Linked DNA regions of Mus musculus: region 2 is linked to region 1. Evidence: chromatin contacts called from public Hi-C data. All regions are on one chromosome and are shown on one strand. The core of a region is the stretch at or near the end of the contact, and the rest is flanking DNA. Distances in the headings are between cores, read along the strand shown.

Region 1 (5,867 bases), core at 314-2,813:
GCTTTTTATCTGATTTATCCAGTTTTCATTACAACCTTTCTATGTTTTGTTTTTTCTTTCTTTCTAAGTCTCTATTTTTTTTGCCGAAAACTTCTTTGATGTTGCCAAGTTTTAAAATCCATATTCTTGATTTTTCTCACACATTTTGGTGATTTTTCTTTTAGTTTATGTTGCTGACTTTCATCTCCAGTCACTGACCAGATTTATCAGAAAACAACCTATATCTACACACACACACACACACACACACACACACACACACACACACACACACTGACTGCATGTCAAGCAGAAAGGAGAGTTGGGGAAGAGGAGGGAGACCAGTGGGAAGGTTAGAAGGAGACTCTTTAAGAGAGTGAGGTAGGACCGGGATGTGGAAGACTGAGAGGGAGGGTGAATTTGGCTAAAGCACCTGACATTTTTGAGATTATCTTAAGGAAACTCAGAACTATGTACAATGAATATACATTAGTAATAAATAAAACAAAAGAACAACCCAACCCAAGGGGGAGGCTTCCTACAATCCCAGTAGAGTAGCTTTGAAAATATATTGTTTACAAAGTAACATTGTTTCCTTTTTTATAAAAAGGTAGGAGTGCACCATGGGAAGAATAGACTAGACACATCAAACGGCTGACATTGGATGGAGGATAGGAAGGGAAACAAGAAGGTGGAATCTATAGGTTTCACAGTTTTGATTTTGATACCAAAACTTGCTTGATGTGTCATAAGGAAGCCAGGGCTGGGGTGTGGCTCAGTAGCTTGGTAGAGCTCTGGCCCAGCATGGCAAGGTCCCAATATCACACAAAAGAAAATAAACAAACAAACAAACAACAACAACAACAACAAATAAACATCAAACTTGAATTCATGGGAAGAGTATTACATGTGAAATTATAGATAGAAGCATCCGTAGGGTTGTGGCAGTTATATCTTAGCAGGACACATGTCAAAGATGAAAAGACCCCCAGAACCTAAACTAAAATTTCGAAGAGTTCGTGGGCAAAGAGCCAAGTGCATGCTGGGTGCCTGTTACACCGCTGTTCTCCTTGGAGCTGCGAAGTTCCGAGTCCCGCCACACGGGGGTGCTCGTCGCCTTCTTATATCTCCGGTAGCTGCAGTGTCCTCCTACACTCGACCCACACTGCCACCTTGTTCCAAGGTCCTCAAGCAGACAGGACAGTGATGGGTCTAGGAGGGTACAGTTTTGTGGGGCTGTGGGAAGAGGGGAAGAAGGGGGAGGGAGAGACTCCGTGTCCAGCCAGAGTTCCTCCTGTGCTCTGGGCAGGCGGATGCGGAAGGACTGCCGGACACTTTCCACTTGGCCTCAATACTGAAAGAGAGGATGTGGAAAGAGCAGCAAACTTTCTCTTTCCCCAAACTACAAAAAAACTACAAGAATAAACTTTTTCGCTCTGTCAGTAGAGTCCTTCGCGCTGTCCCGGGGCAGACATTTGACTCCATTAATCTGTCTTGTTTTCGGACATTTGCACAGCTAGACGTTATTTTGTGGGTTGTAAGGACATGACTGCTGTTGTGAGAATCTAGACTCTGAATTCACCCTGACCTGTGTTTGAAACCTGAAGGCCAAGCAGACAGTGTGATCTTACAGAGCAGCGATCTAACATCTCTTGAGTTTTTGCCATCTCTTCATCTACGACACAAGGAAATTAGAGTACTTTTTTCCAGAAACTTGTTTGCAGAGATTTTAAAATCACCATGAAAAATGTCACACGAAAACAATTAGAAATGTCACAGTGGGTGCTAGAGAGATGGCTCCGTAATTTAAGAGCACTGCCTGTTTTTTCCAGAGGACCTGGGTTCAACTCCAAGCAACACATGGCAGCTCACAATTGTATGTAACTCAAGCTCCAGAGGTTCCAACATCCTCACATAGATAAGTATATGCAGGAAAACACCAGTGCAATAAAATAATAAAAAATTAATTTTTAGGAGCCGGGCGTGGTGGCACATGCCATCTGTAATGAGATCTGACTCCCTCTTCTGGAGTGTCTGAAGACAGCTACAGTGTACTTACATGTAATAAAAATAAATAAATCTTTAAAAGAAAAAAAGACTCTGTCTCAAAAACAAGTGAATGAGTACATAAGTAAATAAAATTTTACAAGAAAAGTTCTGGCCACAGAGAATAGGTTTCCTAAAGTACCTCCCCAATATTGTTTTAAAAGAGAGCAATTAAAAGATTTAAAAGAGAGAGGGGCTCCTTCAGAGCTGAAACCTATCACTATCACCCTGGTGTTTCTTCTTTTCTTTTCTTTCTAATAATCAATTTTTTTTTTTCGAGACAGGGTTTCTCTGTGTAGTGCTGGCTGTCCTGGAACTCACTCTGTAGATCAGGCTGGCCTCGAACTCAGAAATCCGCCTGCCTCTGCCCTTCAAATGCTGGGATTAAAGGTGTGCGCCACCGCTGCCCAACTTCTTTTTATTTAATCCAGGTCCCCAGTCCATGGAATGGCACAGCCCACATTTAAAGCAATTCCTCTCGGACATGCCTGAGGCTTGCTTCAGTGATTGCTGGAATCAAATTAAGTTAATAACCATTATAAACGATCACAGCTCCACCTTTTGTCAACTTGACACCCAAACACACTGCTTTTAAGCCATATCCTTCTACTCCCTGTCTCTATAGGCTTGTAGCTATCTTATAACGCAAAATTTATTCAGCCCAACCTCAAAAGTCCTCTGGCCAATACCTTTCAACACTATTCAAAGGAGAAAAATCAGACTCTCAACCGAGACTCAATCTCTTACTCTGGCCTCCTATTAAAAACCGAAACAAAACAAGCTATAGACATCCAATGTACTGTAGAGCAGAGTGAAGGTTCACATTCATAACGGGAAGAATGGGGCAGAAGGAAAGCTCTGCCCAAAGTGAGTCAGACACCCAGCAGGGCAAACACCAAATCCTGCAACTCCACTTTGGGTCCAGGGCTTGTGGTAGAAATGTCTCAGATCCATGGTCAGCCCTGTCCGATGTGCTGTCTGGGCCCAGACTCTCTCTTGGGTCCATCCCACACCCGCAGCTTTCTTTGGCAGATGCTGCATGGTTCTAGGGTCTCCACTGGAGAGTAACCGCCAAGGACTTCCTTGCGGGTGGACCCAGTGATTCTCTAGATCTGTGGTACAAGGCTTATGACTCTTGCCATCCTGCATTCTTCACACCCATAAAACCAATGCCCTGTGGATGCTGTCACCAAGTTATTCTGCCTTCTCTGGGTGGAGACCACAAATGCACTGGCTTTTGAGTGTTGGCATTGGGAAACACTTCCCAGAGTCATTCAACCAGCTTTTATATGGCGTTCTTAGTTTGGACACTTTCCTCTTAAATGAACTTGCATATTTGCAGTATGGAGTTCTCTGGGGTGGGTCTTACACCCAGGGCACCTTTCCTGTCACCCAGGGTCAGCTTCTCTTCCATGCTGCTCATCTCCTTAATAGTTACACCTGCTGTGTCACCTGCCTGTCCTTCCCTGGAACTTTAATCTTACCTGCACACCCTTTTAACCAAACTTCAAGGATGCCCCTTTTTCTCTCTCACGAGAGGCCTCAATGAGAACAGCAAGCAATGACCTCGCCACAGCCCAAATGAGCTCCCGATTGGTCTCCTGTCTGGAGATTTCTTCTGCCAGACACGGCAGCCTGTTCTCCTTAAGTTAAACCCCACTCAACTCAGGACATAGGCAGAATGCACTCAGATCCTTTGCCAAAATATATCACACAATGTCCCCTAACTCACTACCTGATAGAATGTTTCCCCCAAAGCCTTGCCGAGTCTCTACTGTCCACGTTAGTCTGTGCTTACAGTATCCCAGGGCCTTTCTAGGATAAAATTCTAAGTGCTTCCATATGCCTCCCACAAACCAGTCTAAAAGGTCTAAGAACCACATGGTCGGGTTTCTAATGCTCACTCCCCACCCCATTCCAGGTACCAATTTTCAATATTAGTCACTTTCCCGGTTGCTGAAACGACGGGCACAACCAATTTAAGGAAGGGTTTACTGTGGCTCACAATTCTAAGGGGTACAGTCCGTCATGGCAGGAAGGTACGGTGACAGAAGCGGAGGTTGTCACATCGTAGACATCCTGGGAGCAGAGAGAGCTTGCGCTCAGCCGCTTTTCTGTTTATGTAGTCCAGGACTCCAGCCCATGGAATCGTTCAGCCCACATTCACCATGGCTCTCCCATCAGATCCAGGACTGCTCATGGCTTCAGTTCAGCTTTGTCACATCTTTGTCCTTACGTGGTATAAGAATCTCCCCTGGCACTCAAGAAGCTACCCAAGGGCAGTGAGGTGCCTTCTAGTCCCACCAGAGTGCCACTGTGTCTGAACTGACCTCCAGCAATTACACAGGTGACATCAAGAGCAAAACCGTCTCCTACATCTCACAGGTCTGAGTGCGGTCCTACAAATAGACATTTAACAAGTATTTGGTTGTGCAAAGGCAAGGTGATGCTGGAGGTGGTGACGATACTGGAAAAGCCTTGCACCTACTTATAGTGGCCTGCAGGGGGCGCCCCAGAGACCTCCTGCCCGGTAGTCATAAACAGCTGAGAGTGGGCCCCAAGGTGGCGCCACTGGCTTTCTAATGAGAGGGGAGCTAAGCTTACTGTTTTCTTATATTCTAGGTCCTCCACCATGTTGCAGTGTGGCTCGAGGCTCTCAGCAGAGGCCTTCAACCCTCCCACCCTCCAGCACTGTGAGCCGAATCAAGTCTACTGCTCATCCATCTCCCAGACCCAGGAACTCTGTAGTGACAGAACGCGCACCAAGAAAGTGAAGAAAGGTGCTTTGTGGTTAACTGGTCTCATGGATGGGAAGTGCTTGCTTGAGATTGCCCGGTGTTGTCACATATGGGAAGCAGAGCTGGGCAGAGTTAAGCCAAGACGAGTGCCCTCTCCCACAGGGCAGGGCAGTGTGGGTAGGGGAGGACTGGCTGTTCCCAGCTTAGGCTTCTAACCCGTGCTTGTGAAGGAATGTCTGGTGCAGATCACCTGTTCCCTGCATGAGCTCCTGGTCTGAGAGGTGATTGACAGCTTGCTCCGTCTGAGGCTTGGTGACAGTGTCCTGGGTCCATTGTCTCAGTTTCCAGATAGTTCCAGACAAAACCAAACACAGCTGCTTTAGGGGCACACAGGAGAGAGACGGTCTGCTATTTTAAGACAGCCACTGAGTTCTTTTTCACAGCCCTGGAGCAGCAGAGCAGACCACAGGGGAGCGGGTGAGTCACAAAGGGTCAGGGAGGGCTTTGGAGGTGGAGCAGCAGAGGTCTGCCTAGGCTTATGGACAGTTCAGGGCACACCAGCACCCGTCCTTGTCAATTAGGCGATGCCTCCATGCCACTAGTGGGGAAACCGAGGCAGGGATGTTGATAAGGGGGGAGTTGTGAGGAACAAATCTTCATGTACTCAAGTGATGCCATGTGAGCCTTCTCCCCAGTTTAACTGGTCAATAAAAGGCTAGAGCCTGTGACTGGGCAGCAGGGGAGGGAGAAAGGTGGGACTGGAGGTTTAAGAGAGAGGGTTGCAGGGAGGGGGGGGCTGAGGAGGAGGAAGATGCCATGGTCCGGAACCAAGTGGCCAGGAGAAAGACCCAGTAACAGGGCATTACAGCTGGGGAATGAGCTAGTATAGCCCTAACTCTGCCCAGTCTGGGCACACGGCTCATAAATAAAATATCTGATTGTGTCTCTTTTATACAGGCTTATTAGGTTTGTAAATTATTACTTCAGACTGCTTTCCTTTGTAAGTGACAGAAGTCTCCTGTTTTGTTTGAGCTAGGGGATTATGTTGGTAAAAGAAAAGCAAATTGTAGACACATGGAATTTATACAGCAGGTATTTAAAAAA
Region 2 (5,612 bases), core at 2,700-5,199, 280 kb before region 1:
AGAGCACTGACTGCATTTCCAGAGGTCCTGAGTTCAATTCCCAGCAACTACACAGTGGAACTCTCATGGGGGTGGAAGGGGGAGGAGGAGAAAAGAAAACAAGGACCCCAGGTGTGCTGGCACATGCCTTCAACCCCAGGACATAGGAGGCAGCAGCATAGGAGATATCCTGATTTGAGATCAGCCTGGGTATATAGTGAGTTTCAGAACAGCAAAAGGCTACATAGAGAGGCTCTGTTACAAAACAAAACAAAACAAAACAAAACAAAACAAAACAAAACAAAATGGCTGGAGAGATGGCTCTGCAGTTAAGAGCAGTGACTCCTCTTCTGAAGGTCCTGAGTTCAATTCCCAGCAACCACATAGGGCTCACAATCATCCGTAATGAGATCTGATGCCTTCTTCTGGTGTGTCTGAAGACAGCTACAGTGTTCTTAGATATAATAATAAATAAATGTTTGGGTCAGTGCAAGCGGGGCTGGAGCGAGCGGAGGTTCTGAATTCAATTCCCAGCAACCACATGATGGCTCAACCATTTGTGTACTCAAATACATACAAATAAATAAATAAATCTTAAAAAAGAAAGAGACAGAGAGAGAGAGAGAGAGAGAGAGAGAGAGAGAGAGAGAGAGAGAGAGAGAGAGAGGAAGGAAGGAAGGAAGGAAGGAAGGAAGGAAGGAAGAAAAGCAAGGTGTGCTGATACAAGCTTGTAATCCCAGAGGTGGCAGACAGTGGAATCCTTAGGGCCACTGGTCCCAGTGAGAGTCCCAGTCTCAAAAAACAGGGTAAATGGCCCCAAGGGCCAGCACCTAAAAGCTGACCTCAGAATCATCTGCAAACACACATGCATCCACATACACATGGACACACACACATGAGCAACAGGCAAACTCACCCTTGTAGCTAAAAGCATTAACGTGCCTTTCTCAATACTGATGGGGAAAGTTTGCAGGAGACATGAAGGACAGTCAAGCTGACGTTTGTGCTACACTCTACCTAGTGCATGCATGCAAGGGACATTTACTAACAGTTCTCAAACATAAAAAGAATCTTGAACTTTTTAAAAATTCACAGGAAGTAGCCTATGGGTCAAAGAGGAAGTTGCAGAGTATATTAGAAAAGAATTTGAGCCAGGCGGTAGAGGAACATGCCTTTAATCCCAACACTCAGGAGAGATCTCTGAGTTCGAGGCCAGTCTGGTCCAGAGTATGTTCCAGAACAGACAGACAAAAAAACCTGTCTTGATAAACAAACAAACAAACAAAAAAACCCCAAACCAATCAACCACCACCACCACCAACAACAACAACTAAGCCAACAGGGTCTTTCTTTTTTTTTTTTTTTTCTTTCGAGACAGGGTTTCTCTTTGTAGCCCCGGCTGTCCTGGAACCCACTCTGTAGACCAGGCTGTCCTCGAACTCAGAAATTTGCCTGCCTCTGCCTCCCAAGTGCTGTGATTAAAGGAGTGCGCCACCGCGCCCGGCTAGCAGGGTCTTTAATACGGCACTTAGGCAGATCTCTGAGCTCAGAGCTAGCCTGATCTACCTAGCCTGTTCTATGCTGGCCAGTTACTTAATAAGACAGATCCTGTCTTTAAAAAAAAAAAAAAAAAAGATCTGGGCAGTGGTAGCACACACCTTTAATCCCAGCCCTTGTGAAGCAGAGGCAGGCGGATCTCTGTGAGTTTGAATCCAGCCAGATCTACAAATGGAGTCCAGGACAGCCTGGGCTCTTACACAGAGAAACCCTGTCTCCAAAAAAAAAAAAAAAAAAAAAAAAAAAATCAGAATCAAATCAATGCTTTGCTGCTAAGAGACTTAATGAGGGAATACTGACTGGGAACAAGGAAGAACTATTTCTATTTCTAGCTGACTTCCTGCTGGACCTGAGCCAGCACATAAAGCCAATAAGAGGTACATCAACTGCAAAGAAGAAATGAAACTGTTTCTGTGTATACAGGAAACCTCAAGGAATCTACCAAAACAAAAAAACCAACCAAACAAAAAAACTAGAATAAGACAGTAAGGCTAGATACAAGTACACTGCACAAACAGTCATGTAGCTCTATCCTTTAGTAATTAGCTAAATTGACACTTTAATTTTTATTTTATTTTATGTTTATGGGTGTTTTGCTTGCATGTATACCTGTGCACCATATATGTGCCTTGTGATGACAAAGGCCAGAAGAGGGAATTGGGAGTCCTGCCCCCCAGAACTGGAGTTACAGAGAATTGTGAACTGCAACCTGGGAGCTGGGAACTGAACCCAGGTCCTCTGAAAGTACAGTTAAGTACCCTTAACTGCTGAGCCACCTTTCCAGTCCTCTAAATTGATAATTTCCAAGTATCTTATAAAAGTACCCTCCCCAGAAGACATAAATCTAATTCTAATAAATCAAGAGTGGATTTGCATGCTAAAAAATTAAAAATCACTAACAGTCAGGCAGTGGTGGTGGCACACGCCTTTAATCCCAGCACTCGGGAGGCAGAGGCAGGCGGATTTCTGAGTGTGAAGCCAGCCTGGTCTACAGAGTGAGTTTCAGGACAGCCAGGGCTACACAGAGAAACCCTGCCTTGAAAAACAAACAAACAAACAAACAAACAAACAAACAAAAAACCTGTCATCGGAGGCTCAGTGTTGTTCTGATGGCCGTTTCACCCAAATTGATAGACAAAGGTAATACTATGATGTGAGTGAAAAGGCAGAGAGGGGGAAGAGCCAGTGACTCAGGACTCAAACTACCTGATGCCAAGGTTCACCAGTCTGGGCTCACAGACACAGACAGATGAACCCATGCGATGTGCAGACCCTAAATGCACCAAACCAGATCGGCTCATCACGGTCGACTCCTTTTCCCTAAAGAAAACTTGGCAGAAGGAGGTGGCTATTTCCAACACACAGTGCTGGGACAGGCAGCCCACAGCAAACCCTGAGCCCGTCCACACCTTACTCCTTACAGAATGATCTCATGGGGAAATACAACACCAAACATGGTAAACTTCTAAAAGACCGCACATCCCATTGGGCTGGGGAAGGATTCCTTGGCTTCTTAAATAAGCCATCAAAAGAGTCATCCCTAAAGAAAACAGTTCCAGGACAGCCAGGACTGCACAGAGAAACCCTGTCTCAAAAAACCAAAAAAATTAAAAAAAAATAAATAAAAAGAAAGAAAAAAGAAAACAATTAGGTTTGTGAGACAAGCCATGAGAGGAGAATAAATATTTGCAAAATAACATCTCATAAAGTCCCAAATATAAAGAGAATGTCAGAATTCAGTAAAAAGAAACCAATCTCCCAGCTAAATAAAGGAACAAAAGAGTTTGGGACAGACACCTCACCCAGAAGTGGCATGCAGGCAGCAAGGAAGCACACGGTTGGTTCAGAGCATCTGTGTGATGTCATCGACACGTGCTCACAATCTGACTTCCAACCCCCACAAGCTTAGCCTGTCTCACCCTCTCTTTCATTTCCCAGGTTTTTATTTTTATATTTTAAAAAATATTTATTTATTTATTTAATATATGTAAATTCTCTGTTGCTGTCTTCAGACACACACCAGAAGAGGGCATCCAATTACAGATGGTTGTGAGCCACCATGTAGTTTCTGGGAATTGAACTCATGACCTCTAGGAAAGGAGCCAGTGTTCTTAAGTGCTGAGCCATCTCTGGTTCCCTCCTTGGGTGACTGTGTTACTGAGAGTGAGGAGGGATTACCTATGCATTCACAGGATGTCAGCAGGAGATCAACAGATGGCCCCACTCCATCCCCAAACTGTGACACCCTCCAAAATGTGTGCAGACACTGTCAATGTCCCAGAGAGCTGGGGACAGAAGACTCCAGCTCAGAAACACAGATTTACATAAAATTCCTAAAGGAACAGTTCATTTGTGTACCTTGGCCTCTGTGCCAGGCGTGGCATCCAGTCCCAGCCCAGTGACCGTGACCACTCTACCACATGACGTAAGAGCTAGACTCAGAACTGAACTTTCACTGATTGCTGATTGCTTTGCTTTGGGAGACAGAACATTAAAAGCAGCAATCGAGCACAGGGTCTGAGTTTCCTTTCGAAGGCATGGAAGACACTAGAGACATTCTGATGACAGTGGGAAGGGGCAGAAGAAGAACGAAGGCAGAGTCCTGTGGGGCCACTTGGCAAAGAGGCGGGCCCAAGGACTCCTGGGACCATTTGCAGTGAGCCCTGTTCTCTGGCAGAGAAGCTGCATTCCAGGGCAGTGAAGTCATCTACTGCATTGGCACCCCATTTTCCCAACCAGAAAAACAATCTGGCTTTTAACTAAGAAGCCCCCAGGGTTCCTTGCAGCGATCTGGTGTGCAGGGCTAGGGAACTCAGAACCATTTATAAACTTAGCTGCATGACAGGGACAGATTCTGAGAGACAAGTCATTACAGAATTTCATCAACCCGCAAACTGAGTAAAATTCCTCAGGGAAAATCTAGTGAGCCAACCTCCCCATCACCAGAGCTCCCTGCTTCAGTTACAGCAACCGACACAGAAGCAGCTGCAGTGCGTTGGACAGCACGGAAGACCCAGAGCTAGCTGCCTGGGGGCCTCAGGAAGGTGTGTGTTGGCTATATGCAGGCTACACCATCATATGGAGTGGTGGCCTTGAACCTTCTCCAACCCCCAAGCCAGGAGGAGGAGGAGCTGACAGAAGGCACTTAGAAAGGACCCAGCTAGGGGTAAAAGCCAACACAGGAAAGGGGCACCCAAAAGTCAGAGAAAGAACTACAAGTGTCATAGCTTTGTGGCTGGGCACAAGGCCCCCCAGTGTGGCTGCCCCAAGAAGGGAGGCTATGACGGCGAGTTTTATGTCAACTTGACATAAGCTAAAGTCATTTGGAAAGCTGGACCCTAAAAGAGAAAAGACTATCACCAGACTGGCCTGTAGACAGCCTGGGGAGCATTTTCTTGATGGATGACTGATGTAGGGGGCCCAGCTTACTGTGGTTGGTTCTGGTGGCCCTGGCTTCTACAAGTAAGGAGGCTGAGCAAACCGTGAGGAGCAAACCAGTAAATAGCAACCCCATGGCATCTATGTCAGCTCCTGCTTCCAGGTTCTTCTGCTGCCCCGCCCCCGCCCCGCTCCCCGGCCCGGCTCCCCGACCCGCAGCCTTTCACCACCTCCTTCTTCATTTGCTTGAGTTGCTCTTGGAACTTGGCGTAGTCTCGATCCTGCTCCAGGCGGATCCGCTTGGCCTCCTCTTTGCGGCGCACGCTGTGGTCCTGCTCCATCTTCTCTACCTGCTGCTTCTGCTGCCGCTCCAGGTTTTCTAGCTCCACGTCATAGAATTTCTTCTTGGCCTGGAAGGTGCACAGACAGACTAAGAGGTATCCAGGAGCCACTTCATACCTCAGAGTCTGTTCAAGATCCAGACTTGAGTCCCAGCCCAGCCACCCTTTGCTGTGTGTCTCAGGGCAAGTTACTTAACCTCTCTGTTTCCTCTTCTGCCCGGGCAGGACCATGGCACCGCACTCCACACAGGGGATTTCCTCTAGGGGTGTTCCTATTTGACTCAGGGTCACTGTGACCTAACCACCCTTCTACGACTTCTACAATGCCCCTCCCCCCCAACCCTCCACCTGAAGAAA

The links. A called contact is a pair of places that touch in the nucleus more often than the background predicts.
Region 2: a contact with region 1 is called in a Hi-C map of uterus, with 4 times the contacts expected there. The contact joins two enhancer-like sites. A contact is called at or near these places in 15 of 484 Hi-C or Micro-C datasets (the C2C12 cell line, the CH12 cell line, the G1E-ER4 cell line and 10 more), 1 of 115 datasets of contacts at active chromatin or transcription factors (embryonic stem cells) and 1 of 9 other capture datasets (embryonic stem cells).

The regions. Positions count from the first base shown.
Region 1 is chr11:32,320,062-32,325,928 of GRCm38.p6, reverse strand. No RefSeq gene overlaps it. Among named protein-coding and RNA genes, the nearest start is that of Gm46275, 18 kb to the right of the region's middle. Within about 2 kb of position 1,563, at least 19 of the 459 cell types and tissues checked have an H3K27ac peak or open chromatin away from gene starts, as enhancers often do. A contact at or near this core is called in uterus, where this site is marked.
Region 2 is chr11:32,603,833-32,609,444 of GRCm38.p6, reverse strand. It overlaps Stk10 (serine/threonine kinase 10), which reads right to left. Exons shown (of 19, transcript NM_009288.2): 12 at 5,145-5,324. Among named protein-coding and RNA genes, the nearest start is that of Fbxw11, 36 kb to the left of the region's middle. Within about 2 kb of position 3,949, at least 123 of the 459 cell types and tissues checked have an H3K27ac peak or open chromatin away from gene starts, as enhancers often do. A contact at or near this core is called in uterus, where this site is marked.